Regions from separate parts of the Sus scrofa genome. Here regions 1, 2 and 3 are each linked to region 4. A link is a contact called in public Hi-C and HiChIP or PLAC-seq data. All regions are on one chromosome and are shown on one strand. The core of a region is the stretch at or near the end of the contact, and the rest is flanking DNA. Distances in the headings are between cores, read along the strand shown.

The links. Hi-C and Micro-C count contacts between places; a contact is called where the count stands out from the background. HiChIP or PLAC-seq counts read pairs in DNA pulled down with a chosen protein or histone mark.
Region 1: a Hi-C map of embryonic fibroblasts shows a contact between it and region 4, with 3 times the contacts expected there. The contact joins the promoter of LOC100738822 here to the promoter of LSM5 in region 4. A contact is called at or near these places in 3 of 5 promoter capture datasets (fetal liver, fetal skeletal muscle and liver), 29 of 47 Hi-C or Micro-C datasets (adipocytes, alveolar macrophages, blood and 14 more) and 2 of 2 datasets of contacts at active chromatin or transcription factors (alveolar macrophages and skeletal muscle).
Region 2: a contact with region 4 is called in a Hi-C map of liver, with 2.0 times the contacts expected there. The contact joins the promoter of NT5C3A here to the promoter of LSM5 in region 4. A contact is called at or near these places in 2 of 5 promoter capture datasets (fetal liver and liver), 25 of 47 Hi-C or Micro-C datasets (adipocytes, alveolar macrophages, blood and 14 more) and 2 of 2 datasets of contacts at active chromatin or transcription factors (alveolar macrophages and skeletal muscle).
Region 3: an H3K27ac HiChIP or PLAC-seq map of alveolar macrophages shows a contact between it and region 4. The contact joins the enhancer-like site here to the promoter of LSM5 in region 4. A contact is called at or near these places in 5 of 47 Hi-C or Micro-C datasets (blood, embryonic fibroblasts, liver and 2 more) and 2 of 2 datasets of contacts at active chromatin or transcription factors (alveolar macrophages and skeletal muscle).

What each region holds. Positions count from the first base shown.
Region 1 is chr18:40,395,991-40,399,317 of Sscrofa11.1, reverse strand. LOC100738822 (retinitis pigmentosa 9 protein) reads right to left here and starts at 1,767. Exons shown (of 7, transcript XM_003484045.4): 1 at 1,391-1,767. The coding sequence starts at 1,542.
Region 2 is chr18:40,439,447-40,442,558 of Sscrofa11.1, reverse strand. It overlaps NT5C3A (cytosolic 5'-nucleotidase 3A), which reads right to left and starts at 1,669. Exons shown (of 9, transcript XM_003360167.2): 1 at 1,199-1,669. The coding sequence starts at 1,336.
Region 3 is chr18:40,469,045-40,472,446 of Sscrofa11.1, reverse strand. The region is part of intron 1 of NT5C3A (cytosolic 5'-nucleotidase 3A); the gene reads right to left. Among named protein-coding and RNA genes, the nearest start is that of NT5C3A, 30 kb to the right of the region's middle. Within about 2 kb of position 1,491, at least 1 of the 83 cell types and tissues checked has an H3K27ac peak or open chromatin away from gene starts, as enhancers often do. A contact at or near this core is called in alveolar macrophages, where this site is marked.
Region 4 is chr18:40,750,998-40,754,348 of Sscrofa11.1, reverse strand. It overlaps LSM5 (U6 snRNA-associated Sm-like protein LSm5), which reads right to left and starts at 1,959. Exons shown (of 4, transcript XM_005673273.3): 1 at 1,821-1,959; 2 at 722-817. The coding sequence starts at 1,866.

The sequences.
Region 1 (3,327 bases), core at 518-3,017, 350 kb after region 4:
GGTCTGAGTATCAGACGCCACAGTTTCTCTTTAGTTTTGCTAGTTTACAGGTCAGCCTTGATTCCATTACTTAAGTACTGAACCTGCATTTCTTCATGTGCAAAAGGAGGTTATAATCTCTCTGATATCTGTAAGTGCTCTGTGGACCACAATAAATGTAGAGTATTAACTACCATCAGGCATCCTATAGTTAAGGATATTGAGGGCTGGGTGGGGCCAAGCACTGACCTGATCTTAACCCAGGGAAAGATTTTTGAACACTGGCATTACACAGGCAGCAAAGAGGATCCCAGCATCTCTCGAAGGGAGGGGCCAAGACTGTGGAAGCCAGCAATGAAGCGCCTGTATCCACAACCACTACCTATTGAGGTGAAATTCAGCTCAAGAGCCACAAGGAAAGGAGCAGGCCAGGCTCTGAGCAATGCATTTTGTGTCAAAGCTCCCAAAAGGTTAATGAGAAGGGCAGCCCTTTAAGGACCTTTCCTTACATGATTGTCTCCAAGGTATGAGATATGCCTGAAACAGAAATAGTTCAAATAACTCCGTGTACACCAAACTTAGAAAAAAACTTCTAAAGCTAATTACAGAATGACAGAATCACAGGAAACTGAAAGCGTCATTAATCCAAGCTTCCAGCTGATGTTAAATCTCCTTTACAAGCCACCCTCCTCTCAGTGATTATCTGGATTCTCCTCCAGCCCAAGCAGCTGGGGGAGCCCGTGCCTCCTAAGTCAGGCCACGCTGACCATCAAGAATATATGACCTGGTCCTAATTCTTGTTGTTGAGCCATAACTGGCCTCTCCGTAGCTCCCACCTTTAATCCCGGCAACAACAACAACAACGAAAATCCTTAAGACCTGAGAGAACCTATCCATGCTCTTCCACCTGACAGCTCCTCCCGAATATTTAGGGACCAAGCCCTCACCCACTGCTTATTCCTCACTTCACTAACGTTCCAGGATCGGGCTTTCTTCCCCCTTACTAACAGCAGAAGACGAAAAGAAAGAGGATTTAATCCAGATCATAGAGAGCCCCTGGAACTGAGAAACAGGAAAGGAGCAAGGCGCTCAGCCGCACTTGCCTGCGGCCCGTCCCCAGTCCCGCCCGAGGGCATAACAGCGCCTCTGAGCACATCGACGTCGCCTCTCCAGGAATAAAGCCATCGCCTCGTTGGGGAAGGGCGCGACCTCCGCCCCCGCGCGCCGGAGGCCGGCCTCGGGGTAGACCCTCCCCCGTGGAGGGTCGGCTGGAAGTCGAGGGTCACGCCGCCCGGGGTCTCAACCGGCGCCCGGCTCTCTGGGGGCCGACGGGCCCAACGAGCCCATTCCCGGGTCTCCGAGCGCCCCGCCTACAGCGCCAACTCCGCGCCGCGCGACCCCAGGGACTCACAAGGACTCCAGGTGCTTGAGTTGCTGCAGCTGCTGCGCGTCGTGCCGCCGCCGTTTCTGCTCCCGGCGTCGCTGCAGCTCCTGCTCCTGGGGCTCCCGCGGTCGCCGCGCGCCCCCGGACCTGGGGTTGTCGCTCCCCGGCCCGGACGACATCGTCGCCGAGGCGGCCCCGCGCGGCGAAGCCAGCACTTCCTCCGCGTCGTGCACGCCTGGATCCGCAGCGCCCCCTCTTGCCGCCACTCCGCTGTTGGCCAGGCGGCCAGGTGTCCCTTCGGAGGCTGCCTGCACCCCGCCACCCGACAGGCCCGCGCAGTAGCATGTCTGCTCTAAGTGCCAGGCGCTGGCGTCAGGTCCCCGGGTGCGGGCGTCCGAGCGCGCCTCCTGGCGGCGGCTGAGAGCCTCGGCGCTGAAGACGCTGTGGCAGGAAGCTTAAGAAAGAAAAATGTTGAACCAATAATTACTCACATATTAGAATTTCATATTGTACAATACAGGGAATGTAGCCAATATTTTGTAATAACTAAATGTAGCGTAACCTTTTAAGCTGTATAAAAATTAAAAAAATAAAAAAGAATAAAAAAGCAAATACTCAAATATTTTTGTATGTTAATGCTTTAAAAACATTTCAATTATGCTCACTTCTATGAAGACATCCAGGGTTACCTGTTCCAGTGGTTGGCCAGGAAGTCTTCACAGGGGAAGGGGCATTTCAGGAGAGGCTTAAAGGGTGACTAGGAGCTGGTGGAGCAAAGAAGAAAGGAAAGTATTCCAGGAGGAAGGGCAACCCATGGAAGAGTACTTTATGTACAGGAGAGAGAGAGAAGGCCAATGTGGAGCTGGAACCTGGAAAGCAAGGAGCAGAGCCTTGAGATGAAGCTGGAGAGGCAAACCAGATGAGGTTATCAAACCCTGTGAAGGACCTGGATCCCAATGCTAAGTGTGGTAGGAAGGTAATGAAGAAGATACAGGTGAAATTTACTATCAGATTTGAGTTTTAAACAGACTTCTCTCCATGCTACATGGCACTACACTATGTGATGCCACGCATGTTCTACACCTGTTGATGTGCCAAATCTTTCTATATGACTGACATTGTTCGTTCCACAAATATTTATTTGGACTGAGAAGTGCTGTGTTCATGTTTTTCAAACTGTGAGTCAAGAGTCATTAGAGAATTGTGAAATCCACTTAGGGAATTGCCAGCAATTTTTTTTTGTTTGTTTGTTTGTTTTTTTTGGGCTGCACGCGAGGCACGTGGAGGTTCCCAGGCTAGGGGTCTAATTGGAGCTGTAGCTGCCGGCCTATGCTACAGCCACAGCAAAGCCAGATCCAAGCCTCATCTGCGACCTACACCATAGCTCATGGCAACGCTAGATCCTTAACCCACTGAGCGAGGCCAGGAATCGAACCGCAACCTCATGGTTCCTAGACAGATTCATTTCTGATGCGCCATGATGGGAACGCCAATATTTTAAACAATGAAATGAAACAGAAAAGAATAGAAAGTAGAAATATCAAAGTGCACTACACATACATACATTAAGATATCCTTTCCAAACTTATTTTGTTCCATGGTTAAGGCGGAAAAAAAAGGAAAAGATTGAGATCTGTATTTTAATTATTAAACAGTCTAACATGCTTAACATAGTGCCTGGCACATATTATAGCTCTTGAGTGATTGGATCAATAAATCAATGACCTTTTTGACGGGTATAGTCCTTTATGTATCTAATATGTACTGATTTCTTTTTCTGCCACCCATGTGGCATATGGAAGTTTCTGGGGTCAAGGAACTAATCCAAACCGGAGCTGTGACCTATGCCACAGCTGCAACAATGCCAGATCCTTAACTCACTGCACTGGGTGGGCATCCAACTGGTGTCTCCACAGAGACAAGCTGGATCATTACCCACTGTGCCCAATGGGAAATCCTAATAT
Region 2 (3,112 bases), core at 420-2,919, 310 kb after region 4:
AGTTTCTTTGATCAATGAGGACATATGACTGAAGCTAAGTATTTTAAGTATACAAACCTGAAGTGATATTATTTAAATCTGTCAAAAATTGTTAACCCCAGAAGTCCCCGCATGCACTACATTATCAGGCGTAAACATGGGACTATTCACTCCAGTAAATATATCAGAATGCAACTCACTGAGGAAATTGTCTTGATGGGACCTAATTAAAACACAAAAATGGGAGTTCCTGTTGTGGCTCAGTGGGTTAAGAACCCGACGAGTATCTGTGAGGATGTGGGTTAGGACCCTGACACCACTGCTCAGAGGGCTAAGGTGGCAGGTGCGGTTGCTATGGTTGAGGAGTAAGTAGGCCCACTGCCACAGTTCCTCCGATTTGACCCCCAGCCTGACAATTTCCACATGCCTCCGGTGCAGCCCGAAAAAGACAAACAAAAAACCCTGCAGAAATAAAAACATCCCCACTGTTGGAGCATTATAATACAGTACCTCAAACGGGGTTCTTCAAACACTTTTTTTTTAGGCATGTGTAAGTTCCCCGGCCAGGGAACCCCAGCCTTAGCAGCCACCGGTCCGCTGCACTGACAATGTCAGGCCCTTAAATCGCTGAACCACAAGGGAACTCCCAAACACTCTAATACTAGAAATAAATTTCAAAAACGTTATGTAAAAGGTTTGGGGGTGGTGGTAAAAAAATGAACACAAATACTTTCCGGCAGTTTGGGACACGAAGGAATAACATTCAAATAGAAAACTATTCTGAACTCCAACCAGCATTCCTCTAATCACCCACTGAGGAGTTACATCCTTTCATAATGGAACTCATCCTCGCCACGGTGCAAAAACAACTCAGTCGTAACTGGGCTGCAGCAACGGTCTGCGCAGGACGGAGGAAGGAGGGAGAAACCTGCCCAGAAAGTTCCGCTTATTTCTAGAAAAACACGAGGGGCGCCTCGGGAGGTAGCCCGTTTCACACATTAGCTGCCTTTTTGTTTCAAATGGAGACGAAACAAAGCCCACGGGAAGCCTCGTGCCGCCGCTGAGGGTCCAGACCAGGTCACCGCAGGGTCGCCGCACGCGGGGCGAAAGGGTCCCCTGAAGGCCCCTCAAATTCCAGCAGCGGCCGCCGCGGGAAGGCGAGGCCGGAACAGACCACCGCGGCCCCCCAAGCGCTCCGGCGAGGAGCCTCGATACTCACCATCTCGATGATCTTGGTCTTCCGGCCCGTCTTCCTCCTCAAGGTGAATATGTACTGGGCCAGCACCACCCCTGCCACCAGGGCGCACACGCTGGCGCTCGCTACCGCGCCCACCCTCGCCACGGCCGCTCGGTCCATGGACGGGTCCTCCTGTGCCTCCCGCTGCAAGAGAAGAGGTCGCTGGACGGCTGCAGGCCTCAGAGCCGCAGGCTGGCGGAGAAGCCTGGACCCCCGGCCTGGCCCCGCCCCCCAGGAAATCCCCGCCCCAATGGAAAGCCCCGCCCACAGACGCCTGAGCCGGGGAACCCAAGGGGGCTAGGGAGCCTGGTCTGCGTGGGAGGCCGAGGAGGGAAGCTTGTCTTCTCAGAGACAAGCGGTTGAAGAATTGTGCAAGGACAGAAAAGGGGAATTGTATTAATTCTCTCTCTGCTAATGAGGGCCAGGCAGTGGTTCATTCCAGCCCTGCCCGATAGAAATCTGATTGCAAACAAGGTACACCGGTAAAAAAATCCTCCGCCCTCCTGAGACCTCAGGACTACAACCCCCAGAAGGCATGGCGGCTCAGCAGTCTGATTTGCGCAGTAGCTTGGCTTTAAAGTGCTACGACAAACTGCAGGGTGCAGTAAAGGATAAAACAGTAGAAAGGCGACCTATAGAATGTGAGAAAAAAAAATTGCAAACCGTGTATTTGATAAGGAGTTAACACCCAAATTATATTAAAGACTCCTGTACGTGAAGAACACAACAACAAAAAACATCTCCATTAAAAAATAGACAATAGATGTAGTTCCCCTTGTGGCTCAGCGGGTTAAGAACCCAACTGGTATCCATGAGGATACAGGTAGATCCCTGGCCTCACTGAGCGGGTGAAGGATCTGGCCTAGCGGCAAGATGCGATGTAGGTCACAGGTGTAGCTCAGATCTTATGTTGCTGTGGCTGTGGTGTAGGCTGGCAGCTCTGGCTCAGATTCAACCCCTGGCCCAGAAACCTCCATGTGCTGAAGGTGCGGCCAAAAAAGAAGCTTATGAAAAGATACTCAATATCACTAACCGTTAGGATCACTAATCATTAGGAAGATGCAAATCAAAACCACATCAAGATATCAGTTCATACAAGTTAAGATGATCATTGTCAAAAAAAAAATGTAAAGTTAAAAGTGTTGGTGAGAAGTTCCCTGGTGGTGCATGTTAAGGATCTGACTATGTCACTGCTGGTGCAGGTTTGACCTCTGGTGAAACAATGTCCACATAGCGCAGATGTGGCAAAAAAAAAAAAAAAAAAAAGTGCTGCTGAGGATGTAGAGAATTGAAACCCTTGTGCACTGTAGGTGGAAATGTAAATTGGTGTAGCCACTGTGGAAAAAGCGCGGAGGTTCCTCAAAAAAATTAAAAACAATTATATGATCCAGTATTCAGAAGAAGTTAAAAGCAGGTACTCAAATTTAAGCTCTCCCATGTTCACTACAGCGCTATACGTAATAGCCAAGCCATGGAGACAACCTAAATGCTCATTGACAGATAAATGCACAAAGAAAATGTGGTAAATGTGATACCTACATCAAATGAATACTATTTAGCCTTTAAAACAGGGGAGTTCTGCAGAATTTGACAATACAGATGATTCTTGAGGACATCATGCTAAGATAAATAAGACATTCATTAAAAAGACAAATGCTGCATTATTCCATTTATATGAGGTAGTTGAACTCAGAAACAGAAAGAGTGGTGGTGGAGGGTTCTGAGGAAGAGGAAATGGGGGAGTCTTCAGCGAATGTTGTTTCAGTTTTGTAAGATGAAAAAGTTCTAGAGGTCTGTTACAGAACTATGTGTCTATATATATGTGTATATATATATATATGTATATATATATTTTAAGGGCCACATATGCATCATATGGAAGTTCCAAGGCTAAAG
Region 3 (3,402 bases), core at 242-2,741, 280 kb after region 4:
GCATCAAGATCTTTGTTCCGTTATTGTACTAAATCCCCGATAACTTCACTGTTCTTGGCATAATGTTACAATGGATTTACTTCATGTTAAGACAATCATCAAAAAGTATGAGACCGTCTGCGCTTAAGCTTGTTACTAGGCTGCTTTATGCAGGCTTTAGTTTTGCTCAATAATTTAATGTTATATAATTTCTTTTTGCTACCATATCACAGATAGAATGAAATTGATCAGAGTAAAATCAGCACAAGCACAGCTATACAAGAAGACTAGGGATAGGAAACTATGGATCATTTAATAATCAGCTCACAGTTTAAGACAATCAATGATTGAACCTCAAATTAAGACTCTATAGTGGTATGTATCCAATAATCTTTATTTATTTTATACGCTATTAGTCTATGTTATCACCATCAATATTAATGTATTTCCTGAGTGTTATGGACACAGTTCTGAAAAATTCCCCAGACCTTGTATCTCTGCTACAAGAAAATCTGACAAGTCTATTAGGTCCCATGTTGTCTCTATGTAATGGAAAAATTAGAAAATCAGAAAAAAGCCAATGTTTTCCTAAGACTGGAAGATGAATACAGAAGTGTACAGGAAAGAGAAATGTGAACATTAAATTTTCCTCCATGAATGAAAGACCTGAATCTATAATACACTTAATTTTAAAAAGCCACAAGCCATATTTAAATAGGATAGGATAACGTGCAATGCAACTAACCTTTATACAGCAATCCTTTTTACTTACTTGGACTTTAAAGAGTTCAAAAGAATAAAAAACATTATTTAAATCACCTAAATAATTTATTTTATAGTAATTCTTAATAGATGAGAAAAATCAACAGGGACTTCTTCCTACATTCCTTTTTTTATTCATTAATATCCACTCATTTATTTTTACAAATTACCCACTACTTTGAGTCACAAGAAGCAGCTAGGGATATGATGTTTATACAATTTTCCTGTTGAGTTTAAGGAATCACCGCTGTTTTAGAATATCACTTCCGTAGCTCACTTACAAATACTATAGGCATATAATGAATATTTTTAGGAGTATCCATTTCCTAACGAAATTCTGCTCTTACCTCTGCCTTAATTGGTAGATACATAATAACCAGCATATGCTTGATTGATAACTATTATTGAAAGCAACAGAGGGTATATATGTCACCTATGGTACTTTCACCAAGAAAATTAAACATTTTATTTCAGTGTGTCTATGCTGATGAAGATGTCCTGCCTCATGCAAATCACATCGTACAAAACATTTAATTTTAAAAAGCCATATTTAGGAGTTCCCACTGTGGTACAGCAGGTTAAGGATCTGGTGTTGTCTCTTTGACAGTGTGGGTTTGATCCCTGGCCTGGGGCAGTGGGTTAAGGATCTGGCATTGCTGCAGCTGTGGCAAAGGTCACAGCTGCAGCTCAGATTTGATCCCTGGACTGGGAACTTCCACATGCTGCAATGTGCAGCCAAAAAAAGGAAGTAAATAAAAAGCCATATTTAAGTAAGATAGAAGAACCTGTTTCAGATAATGGAGTATAACACCAAGGCCTCTTCAAAGTATGTGGGTTTCTGCTAAGCTTACAACTAACAGATCGGTTTATTTTACATAACTGTGGTTTGAAAGAGAACCACTGGCTAAAGACCTTCACATCCCTGCTTCTGCATAACATACAACCATTCATTTTCAGATAAATGAGTAGTGAATATACAAATAGCACTGGAGTGAAATAACAGTGATGAAAACAGATGGAAGAGCAGCTACTTTCTCCAAAGGATACCACAGGGTGGAGGACATGAGTGTAAGAAATATAAAAATTATATCTGACTTGGATTACATGGTAATACATATATATACCCCCTTCCACAATACACATACATTACTAAAGTATATGATAAATACTTCTCAAGAACTTGAAACATTGGGCATTTTACTCAAGCATTTTAGAATACAACCTAAGAACTATAATTTTAAAATGTATGATATGTCAATGAGTATCAGACCATCAGAACATTATGAAGCATACTGCAGGAGTATGCACTTCATCCTATGTCACATCTTTCTGTTACCTCCTCAAATCCCTTCCTCATATTCCTCTTGGACAAAATACACCTGCCTGTTTGGTAGTGCATAAAATAATATACTTGAAATTTGAAGGGTAAGTTGTTTCAAATTATTCAAAAAACTTCCAATCTGATTATAATTTTATGAAAGATAAATAAGGGGCTAAAGTTTTCCATCATTTGTGAGCGAAAGAAAACAAATTTATTTTCTAAGGCCACAATGTAAAATGCTGGGGAAGGACCAAAGCTTTCCTGACAAGAATCAGGGTATTCTGGTTGATCTTTAATATACTGTATTATACAGATGAAATGAACTGCTTTTTTTTTTTTTTTTTTTTTTTTGGTCTTTTTGCCATTTCTTAGGCCGCTCCTGTGGCATATGGAGGTTCCCAGGCTAGAGGTCCAATCGGAACTGTAGCCTCTGGCCTATGCCACAGCCACAGCAATGCGGGGATCTGAGCCATGTCTGCAACCTACACCACAGCTCATGGCAACGCCGGATCATTAACCCACTGAGCAAAGCCAAGGATCGAACCCGCAACCTCATGGTTCCTAGTCGGATTTGTTAGCCATTGCACCACGAAGACGGGAACTCCATGAACTCCTAATTATTAGTCTACTTCCATATTCAAAATGATTTCTAAAGAAGTTGGTTTCAAAGTTATATAGTTTTATTCACAACTCTATAGCAATATTAGATTATTTGATAATATTGTGTGATATTATCACTTGATACATTGAGACAAGACATAAATAAGCATCTGCATGGCAGTCACAAAACTGTCCTAATGATGTCTACTTGTATTTTCCTAAAAATGGCCCACATAAAAATTAGTTTAAATTACTTAAGAATTTCTATCTGAAGCTCTCAGAGAATATATTTTTTGTTTTCCAATGTTCAGATATGGTACAAGCTAAGGAGTAGGCACTACAATTTTTATGTGAGGACATAAAAAGCACAGATTTTTAAATCTTATACAAAAAAAGTAGAGTTTAAAGCCACTTATTCAGACTGGTACATTTATTCACTTATCATATACCTGGATGATTTCATGATTTATTCTGAAAATTATGTATTTCTAAATTTGACTGATAGCCATATTCCCTGCCTTCACGTCTCTGGCCTGTCTCTACATTAAGGTGGTATAGACCAAATTCTTTTGCTCATTCACCATATTGTGTGAGGCACTCTGCTAAGCACCTCTGTAAGAGATACAGACATTTTAGTAAGATATACATCTTATACTCAAATGTATATTCTCTAACATGGATTATAATACAGGAACCTAAATAATACATTACATGAGAAACAGAAGAAACTGAGATTACTT
Region 4 (3,351 bases), core at 710-3,209:
TCCAACTAGGAACCATGAGGTTGCGGGTTCAATCCCTGGCCTTGCTCAGTGGGTTAAGGATCTGGCGTTGCCATGAGCTGTGGTGTAGGTCGAAGATGTGGCTTGGATACATCATTGCTGTGGCTCTGGCGTAGGCCAGCAGCTTACAGCTCCGATCAGACCCCTAGTCTGAGTACCTCCCTATGCCGAGGGAGCGGCCCTAGAAAAGGCAAAAAGACAAAAAATAAAAATAAAAAAATAACATTTAACATAATGACTCAAATTCAAATTGCTTGCGATTGGTAGGGGTACACACACCCCTTAAAACACTACCACGAATTCCATGAGAATAAATTAATTTTTATTATAATAATCAGTAAGCACTGACTATAGTTCTTACTTTTTTAAAAAAAACTGAAGATGGAGTTCCCGTCGTGGCGCAGTGGTTAACAAATCCGACTAGGAACCATGAGGTCGCGGGTTCCGTCCCTGGCCTTGCTCAGTGGGTTAAGGATCCGGCGTTGCCGTGAGCTGTGGTGTAGGTTTCAGATGCAGCTCGGATCCCGCTTTGCTGTGACTCTGGTGTAGGCCGGTGGCTACAGCTCCGATTCGACCCCTAGCCTGGGAACCTCCATATGCCATGGGAGCAGCCCTAGAAAAGACATAAAAAATAATAACAAAAAAAAATTTTTTTAATTAAAAAACAAAGAAAAACCCATACCCCCACTTTTTAAAAGGATACTGACAAAGTCATCAAATCCGAGAAGCGTGCCAACAATCTCTTTATCACTCTTCATCACAATGTGAATTCTTGATCCTATACACTTGTCTACAAGCTCTATAGATACAGGTTTTTTAAAAGAAAAATAAGTGGGGGGAGGGGTGAAAAAAATTATTTTGCACATTCATTACTTCAAGAAATATGTGAGTACTTACTGGCACTTATTACTTACATATGGTGAAAGATAAACCAAGAAAAGGATTCACTCAAAAACTTCAGGTCTCGGGAGTTCCCGTTGTGGCGCAGCAGAAACGAAGGCCAGCAGCTACAGTTCCAATGGGACCCCTAGCCTGGGAACCTCCATGTGCCTCGGGTGCGGGCCTAAAAAGAAACTTTTTTTTGTTCAATGAAGGAAAAAACTTTCCAATTACCGCCACGTCCACTAACTTAATTACCCTTCAGATACAAAATATTAGAAAAAGACATAACTGTCTTCCCCAGCCCCAAGACGGCTATCCTCTGTTCTCTGAGAGCAGCTTGAATATCTCTTCAGCAGAATTACTGTTACTTGGTATGATGTTTAATTGTCTGGCATCCTGTCTCCTGCGCTGGCATGAATGCTACCTGAAGCTAAGTTACGATGTCTAGTCTACAGATGCGCAAAAACTGTTTGTGGAATAAATGAATGACAATCAGAGCTAATTTCCAGTGTCCCCTTTTAAAGCTCATTGCAGACCCCGCTACCTCTCTCAATAACGGGCCAGACAGACAACAGGGTCTAACCTAGGGATTTTAAATGCCAGGTAGAAGAATGGGACTGCTATCCACTACTGTAAAGGCGAACTCACAACAAAAAAGGCCGACGACGCATTCACTAAGTGTGAACCTTTTCCAGTGACGGTTTGGTGTGAGAACTCAGAAAGTCCTGGCTCAAGAAAACCCTTCCACGCCGAAAAGACGCGGGCGGCCTGAGGCCTCAGAGCCTTAGAGCCCAAAGAGCCGCGGATAAAGAAAACAATTGGTCAGATACATTTCTCTAACACTCAGTCAAGGACTGCGCTGGCCCTCGGCCCGCAACCCTTCAGCTCCCCTCCCCAGCTCCCCACAGGACAACGATTACCTAGAGGTAGCAGCTGCGACGGGTTAGTCGTAGCGTTAGCCGCCATGGCTACGCCGGAAGTGGCCAGCCTCTACCGACGTTGGGAAGGCGAGTTTGAAAGAGCGCGCTTCCGCTTTTTTCCCCTAGCCCGGCCAGGCTCGACCAATCTGAGGCCGAGCGTGCGATCGGGCCAGTCCTACGTGAATCGCTCGGAGTCACTTCTTTCCTCCGCAACGAGATCCGGGGGAATACATCAGTGCGTTGAACATTCTGCGGCCTCAGCAGATACTTTGCCCTCCAAGTTTCCAAGACAAATTAAAGATATCTTGCCTTATAAATAAAATATTCCTCAACCTGGAAGACTGCAAAATAGAAACGTTTGAGTCGTTTGATTTTCCCTGGGTTATATTTCATTTCAACCAAGGATCTTCTGAAGACCAACATAAATATTTTTTCCGCCACTGATTTTATTGTGTTGCAATTTTTGTTAAAAAACAAAAGCAAAAACTTTTTTTTTTTACAGGAATCTACCGCTTTTTTTTTTTTTTTTTTTTTTTTTTTTCTTTTTAAGGCCACAGAGCAGATACATGGAAGTTCCCAAGCTAGGAGTCAAATCGAGCTGCAGCTGCCGGCCTAGCCACAGCCACAGCAATGTGGGTTTGAGCCGCAGCTCGCAGCAACAAGGGGATCCTTAATCCACTGAACGACCCCAGGAATCCAACACACGCTCAGGTATACTAGTTGGATTCTTAATCCTCTAAGCCACAAAGGAGAACTCCCTACCTTTTTTTTTTTTTTTTTTTTCTTTTCTTTTCTTTTCTAGGGCTGCACCTGCAGCATATGGAGGTTCCCAGGCTAGGGGTCTAATCGGAGCTGTTGCTGTCAGACTACGCCAGAACCACAGCAACTGCCAGATCCAAGCCACGTTTGCGACCTACACCACAACTCAGGCACAACGCCGGATCCTTAACCTACTGAGCGAGGCCAGGGATCGAACAGGCAACCTCATGGTTCCTAGTCGGATTCCTTAACCACTGAGCCACCACAGGAACTCCCCTACCTTCTTTTAAAGGTTCAGTGTAGGAGTTTCCATTGTGGCTCAGTGGTAAGGAACCCAACCAGTACCTGGGGACAGGGGATTGGATCCCTGGCCCCACACAATGGGCTAAGGATCCGGGGTTGTCATGAACTGCAATTGTAGGTCTCAGACGTGGCTGGGATCTGCTTTGCTGTGGCCTAGGCCAGAAGCTACAGCTACGATTTGATCCCCTAGCCTGGGAACCTCCATAGACTGCAGAGTGCGGCCCTAAAAAGACCAAAGGAAAAAAAGTTTGCAAACCCATAGCTAGCTTTAAAGAAATACTTTTCTGGGGGTTCCCCTCGTGGCTCAAAGGTAAGGAACTGGATTAGTATCCTTGAGGACAAGGGTTCAATCCCTGGCCTTGATAAGTGGATTAAGGACCTGGCCTTGCTCTGAGCGCTGGTGTGGGTCGCACAGGTGGCTCTGATACAGTGCGGCTGTGGCTGTAGGTAGGCCACAGCTACAGCTCCA